Regions from separate parts of the Rattus norvegicus genome. Here region 1 is linked to region 2. The links are chromatin contacts, called in public Hi-C maps. All regions are on one chromosome and are shown on one strand. Each heading gives the region's core, a stretch centred on a gene start, on an enhancer-like site or on the middle of the called end of the contact. The rest is flanking DNA. Distances are from core to core; before and after follow the strand shown.

Region 1 (3,129 bases), core at 231-2,730, 270 kb after region 2:
TGGCGTCTAAAGTCTGCTTTCAAACACCTCCCATCATTAAGAACGACTGAACCTTCCACAGAGCTGATAATGTTTTATTTCGCTTCAATTACTTCACATTTTGGTGGTCTTCTCTGAGCTAGAAGGGGGTAGGGTATAAAAAGCTCTATTGCTTTAGGATTCTTTGATGCAACTTCGTCACAGTTCATCTGGGCTTTTCCACTCCTTTGAATTCCAGAGTCACTCTTTTGCACCTTCCCTGATACTTTTCTGGCAAGGCGCTGGCAGGCTTGCCCAGCTTCCCACTTCTCTTCAGCGGACACATGCCACGACCATCTACTCCTCTGATGGACAAAGTTCGGGGAGCCGGGAGAGCTGGCGTGGGCCCTTCCATGCTCCTCAACCGCCGCTCATTCTGGCTGTACACCCCGAGCTCCGGCTCCTTCCCTCCAGCGCTTGCTGTTCCAGCCTGGCGCTCCTTGGCTCGCCGAGGGCCCTGCGCCACTGGGGGCCGGGGGCGGCCCAGCACCGGGGGACGGATGTATTGCGGGTTCCAAAACAACACGGCAGGGGAGGCGGCCGAGGAGGACACTGAGACTGGGGTGGGAGGAGGAGGTCGGTGCCGGGGCTGAGGGGTTTGAGGAGAGTTCGGAGGGCCCGGCCACGCCCAGCTCTGCGGGACGGCGCCCACGCTGCCGCTCAGCACGGGCCCCCACTGGCTGCCCGCACAGAGCCAGGCGTCCTCCTCCGTGTAGTTCTCTGGGGTGCAGCTTTCGGGTTCGGAGTCGGGCTCCTGAGAACAGACTGGGGACGGCGGAGGAGTGACAGGGGCACAGAAGTAGGGGAACAGAAGCACCGCGCGCAGCCGCCGCGCAGGAGAGCAGTAAGGTAGCCGGAGGGGCAGCGACATCTGCGGGCCGGGCCAAGCGGGGCTACGGGGAGGCCGGCCCTGTGCACGCTCACGTCCCGCGCGGCGCAGCTACAGCCATGGAGGGACCCTGTTTCGAGTCGTCTCTGGCCTCGGGAAAGTTGGACGGGCACTCTGCCTGGAATCAAAAGGTGGAAAGGAGACCCCGTGAGGCTGTGTCCGCACCAGGGGGCAGGGAAGGGTCAAAAGAACCAGTTTCAGCCAGAGCGACCAGAGCAAGCCATTGACACTTCAGTCCCGGGAAGGGTTAACCGCGTCCAGCTGCCTAGGTTTACATGTAAATAGAGAGCCGCTGCTCCAAGCGGGCCCGGGCTAGCACTTTTAAGTTTTTGATTGGTTGCCAATGACATCACCACCCGCGTTCTAACACACCAAACCCACAAGCGCGTCCGAGCCGGCCTCCATCCCAAGGCGAGGCCTCGCCCCTTTCTCCACCCTCCTTGGCCTCCTATTGGTCAGAGACCACTGTGATGTAGCGGGCGGCTGTCTCTGGGTCCTCACTGGCGCATTGTGCTGTCGCTCGGAGTCAGCCCCGCCTCCTCCAAAGCTTACATTTACGCTGTAGCAAAAGAGAAAGTAACTCTGTGTTGCTGCTGGGGATCAATGAAGCTGAGTGAATGGGGGCGCACTGCGCGAGCGCATAGCTGAAGCGGGCGCCAGATGGTAGAGGGCTACGCTTATTGATGAAGTAAGTGGAAGACATTACGGTCACTCAGAGCTGGAGGGCGGAAGGTTTTGTGTGTGTGTGTGTGTGTGTGTGTGTGTGTGTGTGTGTGTGTGTGTGTGTGAGAGAGAGAGAGAGAGAGAGAGAGAGAGAGAGAGAGAGAGGGGACTGAGACAGAGAGAGATAGACAGAAACAGAGACAGACCCACATCAGGCAAGGAAGATCCTAAGATTTAGGTTTTTGGGTCTGTTTGCCCTGGAATGAAGGGGGAAATGAGTTTTGGTTTGGTTAAGGTGCTTTATGGCAGTTTTCAAAGCCCAAGGCTTTGCTGATGCTCTGTGGTTGCATGGAAGAGAGATGCTACGTACCCCAGGAGTGGGGAATTTTTTCTTCAGTCCATGTTAGTGATGGAAGGGAGATTAGCAAGAAAGCGGGTAGGGGGGTAGTGCTATTTTTTTGTGGGAGGTTTCCCGGGCCAAACCGGATGGGTTTGGAGCTATCTGCTGCAAGGATGCAGATCTCCGTGCACTCTGCCTGTGTGCGAGCAGCACAGTGTAGAGGTACGGGTCCCAGCCTGTGTCTCTGGAAAGTCGTTCCTGGGTCCCCCTCCTAGGGAATGGGCTACTGATCCTGGATGTCCCTACCAGGTAGCACAATAGCAAAGACTTTGTCTGCATTTATGGTCCAGCCGAGACACAGTTACAGTTTCTGGAATAGTACTCGCTATGAAAAAAAAAAATACTACGCAAAGGAGGCAGGGAAAGAGGGAGGGAGGGATCCTTTGCTCCCAACCAAAGGTGGGTGAGAGAAACCGGAGTCAGTGGGGATATGCCTACACGGGTGGGTACGTGCTCCTGGGTGCGCGTGTGTGGATTTTCGCTGGTGACAATTTGGCTCGGTCTCAGAGAACAGTGCCGGTCATGAATAGACCGATGATTCTTGATGTTTTTCCAGACAGCTCTTAAAGTTCCTTTAGATGAGTGGCTTTTGCTTGGGGTTTGATTTCTCTATTAGACGAGTCAGAATTGCTATGTTATAGAGTGGCCTTCTGCCTGGGGGGAGGAGGTAAGTGACCCATTGCAGGCACCCTTGGAGGAGGCAGAGGTAACCCCTGTGGGCACTACTTCCTCGCTTCCCAATTAGCCTGTCTGTAGTAAAGGGACAAGTGAGGTGGCTCTCATCTTTGCTGTTTCCAAGAAGAATATCAGTACAGGACTGAGACATTTTTTACAAGTTCCCACTCCCATGGAGATGTAAAGTCTGCACTGCACTACCCAGGTGAAACTCAAGGGCCCCCCCTTTTTGCATAGGGGCACAGCACAGAGAGGGGTAAGGACAAGTGGGGTCACAGAGGAATGGGTCATGGGCCAGTTTCGGTTGGAGTTCGCAGACCTGACTCCCTTGGCCACTTGGTTTTTGGACAGTTATTCATAGTATAAGGGGAGCATGCAGCTTGATTTGATTTGGCAGAGGCTAGTGTAAGCTTTGAATAGGACGATGTTGAGCTTTTCAAAGGACTCGCCAGAATGGAAGGCACGATTAGCTCCTAGCCATGGA
Region 2 (3,491 bases), core at 433-2,932:
GACAGCTGGTCTGTCTCACCACCCATTTCCCAGCCTTCCAATAGCAGCAGGCTGAGCATCAGACCTCCCGGGCTTCTTCCCTATATCCTGTGATATAGAGAGGACCTCTGGAGAACTGACGCAGACCAACCGATGCACAGAACTGCTTCGAAACCTTTCGGCTTTGATATTAGACTGCAGCGCTGTAACACATTGCTTATACTACTAATCTTCTGTGGAATTATTTATACTAATATTTGAGCGGTCTGCCTAACCAGAATTAGGGATATATAGAAAGGCATGCTAGTCATATGGAAGTCAGTTATAAATATTGGAGGAGATAAATATGGCTAGCAGATTTAAACACTACCCGGTGTATATACAGATGTATTTAAAGACTGCATGTCTTTCTGACATCTATAATTTTCCGTGGGGTATGTATATGTTCACGTGTATGTGTTCTTGTGTGGATACAGGGCTATGGAGGCCTGAGGTCAATACTGAGGTGTCTTCCTTAGTCACTCTCTTGTCTTCAGTTCCTCAGCAATGACATTGTAGAAGCAGGAGGTTGTGCATTTACACACTTCTGCACTTATGTATGCAGGTGTGTGTACACACACACACACACACACACACACACACACACACACAGGTTCAAATTCTTTTTCCCCTGCTTATGCCATAATCACTTTGCTGACTGAGCCATTTTTCTAGTCCCAACATGTTTGCTTTTTATGCTATTATCTATTAGTTAAGAAAATGAAAGCTTGCCCGAAAGTTTCATGAATGTGTAGAATTTGTAATGACCACCATAACTTGGAAAAGAGTTTATTATAACTTAATTACTAGGAATTTGCTAAAGTCTAGTGCATAGCCCCTTCTCTCCCTTTGCCTTTCAATTGGTAATTAAAAAATTCTCTATGTTCATAATGTATATGAATTTGTGTGTGTGTGTGTGTGTGTGTGTGTGTGTGTGTGTGTGTGTACAAATGGTAGAACACCTAAATCAAATTACTTAACATAAACTCTACCTCACCCTATTATTATTTGTGAAAAACTGGTAAGAGCGATATGATTTCCTCTCTTAGCATGACGTGTAATAATTGCTCTCTTCAACTTTCCACCTTCTATGCAGCTAAGTTTATTGTCCTTTGACTAACACCCTCCACACCCAAAGATAATTCTACATCATGAAATCCAATAGTGACTCATTTCTAGCAAGGATCTAGTGGTTGATAGGAAGAAAATGGGGCTGTTATGTGGTTGTAATGACTTCTCCCTTCTTGGGGCTTCTGTCAGAAAAAGTACTCTTTGTTTTCTGTCTTTTTTTTCTATGCTGGAGAACCACACTCAGGGTCGCACGTGTGCTGGACAAACGCTGGACACCAGACTTACTCTGCTCGTTCATTCCACACAGGCAGAGGCAATTTCTATTTTTCGAGGTGGTTTTTAGCTCCTGGGTGTACAGAGAGGGATAAAGGTGAAGACCACAACGATGGCTGAATTTTCCATACGCTGAGACTCCATGGTTCACAGAAATTGTGATGAGAGATAAACAAAAAGCGTGGCCTCTAGATGTTGGGCTCCTTCATGTAGGTGAGAGAGACAGAGCTGCCCCTGCTGTGTGGTGTGGGATCCAGGAGTCCAGCCACAGCACTTCCCCCTATAACCAACACCCCACTGGGCTATTAATCTTCTGTAAACCAGGAAATGTCCCGGCATGTTGTTCATGCCATTGAGTGATGACTTATCATGCAGCTGATCCTTATGGTTCATGGATTTGGAATTTGCAAACTCACCGACTTGCTCAATTATGAGTTGATCTGAGAATCAACACCCATTGCTTTGCAGAGTGGCAGCACTCGAGCCACGGAGTTGCAAATTCCTAGGCACCTAACAAGGAGGTACTAACAGACTTCAGCTTTCTGTGAATCATTTAGGATCTTTTTCTTCTTATCCGTTTTGTAATTGTATTTCTTGGTGAGTTTGCAGTCGAGAGAGGGCCCAGGTGTCATGCGGATGTGCTAATAAATGTGGACAGCGTGGGCCTTGTGGAGAAAATGTGAATGAAGGTGAGCTGTGCGCAGACATGAATTACTACACATTTGGCCTTGAGCTCCATGTTTATGAATCGACAGCGTACATTAAACAAGATGTCTCCAAGCAGAATCACACAGTAAATAAGGTTATGTATTGATCTGTTGGCGAAATTATTGCTGTTAGAGACCCGTGTCAAGCTGCTCTGTAGTTCTCCTACAGCAATGGCTCAGAATTCCTTAATTCAGTTTCCCTGTAATTTCCTAGAACATGATTGCTGGGAGGACCAGGAATCAGCTGTCTACAGTGATTTTTACTGACAAGTGACTAAGGGATTTCTGTGCGTGTGTCCACTTTAAGTGTATATTAAAACTACCTGAGGGAGGTATTAGCAGCACTCCCATTTGGCAGATGGAAAAGCAGAAGTAGAAAGAGAGTATGTATCTGTTTTCAATCTTCAGCAGGGAGAAGAAGGACGGCAGGACACAGGTTAGGTTCAGTCTCTGTACTAAGACCTCACATGGGCCAAGGTAGCCAAAGACTGTGTTCAAGGCAAACCCTGGAGTGCGAAGGATCTCTGTGAAGCTTAAATGACAGCCAGGACAAGAACAGACTGGGTCCTAGGATAAGAAATTGGCAACAGGGCTAGGTGGCAGTTGGGAAACACCTATTGGGCCAGAGTTGAGAGCTCATTTTTCACACTTCCTCGGAGAGGAAAGCCTTGAAACTTACCTTATCCACCTGCAGGGAGACACAGACTAAGCTTCGGGATAGGAAGGGAGCTTGAAGGGAAAAATACACGCTCCTCCTGGATCACTCAGGGTCACAGGTTCAGGAAGCGGTTCTGTCCGGAACCTTGCGTGGTGGCCAGTTGTGAGAGTGAAAGTCAGTGTTTAGTATAAGCTCTCCCCTAGCTGCGAATGCCTCCAGTTCTTACCTCCTAATCGACCCCACTTATCCTCTACCTCACCCTGCTTTGTAACCGTTGTGACTCTGTGGGGACACACAGTAGTTTCCCTCTTATCAGATGCCCAGGGAAACATTATGCAAATATATGGTGTTTCGGAAGATGTGATTTGTCATCATTGATTCAGGATTGCTTGGTTTATAGCAGATAAATTTGTATTTCAAAAATAAATCTCTGGCCACGGCCATACATGCTTAAAAAGAAGTGAACAGACTTATTTACCTTTGAACAAGGTGAATTTCCAAACATGTCTGTCTGATTTTGTCACCAAGATGACACAATGCTTCAGGACTACAATCAGAGTGACTAAGGCAAAGGACTCGATGGTCTTAGACCTTGTTGATCGACGTTTGAAATGCGAGCAGAGCTGGTCTGAGCCACAGCTGTAAAATGGCCGCCTGGTGAAAGAGAAGGGAAGGAAATCTGGAAAGCGGCTCCTAGCTCTGCCTCTCAGGGTTACTCACATCCAGACTGTGTTCCTTCCTCTGCCTTCCCATCCTGAGTCTTT

What was found. Hi-C and Micro-C count contacts between places; a contact is called where the count stands out from the background.
Region 1: a Hi-C map of the A7r5 cell line shows a contact between it and region 2, with 3 times the contacts expected there. The contact joins the promoter of Dusp10 here to the enhancer-like site in region 2. A contact is called at or near these places in 2 of 12 Hi-C or Micro-C datasets (the A7r5 cell line and mammary epithelial cells) and 1 of 1 datasets of contacts at active chromatin or transcription factors (oligodendrocytes).

Annotation. Positions count from the first base shown.
Region 1 is chr13:98,144,413-98,147,541 of GRCr8, forward strand. It overlaps Dusp10 (dual specificity phosphatase 10), which reads left to right and starts at 1,481. Exons shown (of 4, transcript NM_001105734.1): 1 at 1,481-1,595.
Region 2 is chr13:97,876,404-97,879,894 of GRCr8, forward strand. No RefSeq gene overlaps it. Among named protein-coding and RNA genes, the nearest start is that of Dusp10, 270 kb to the right of the region's middle. Within about 2 kb of position 1,683, at least 6 of the 93 cell types and tissues checked have an H3K27ac peak or open chromatin away from gene starts, as enhancers often do. A contact at or near this core is called in the A7r5 cell line, where this site is marked.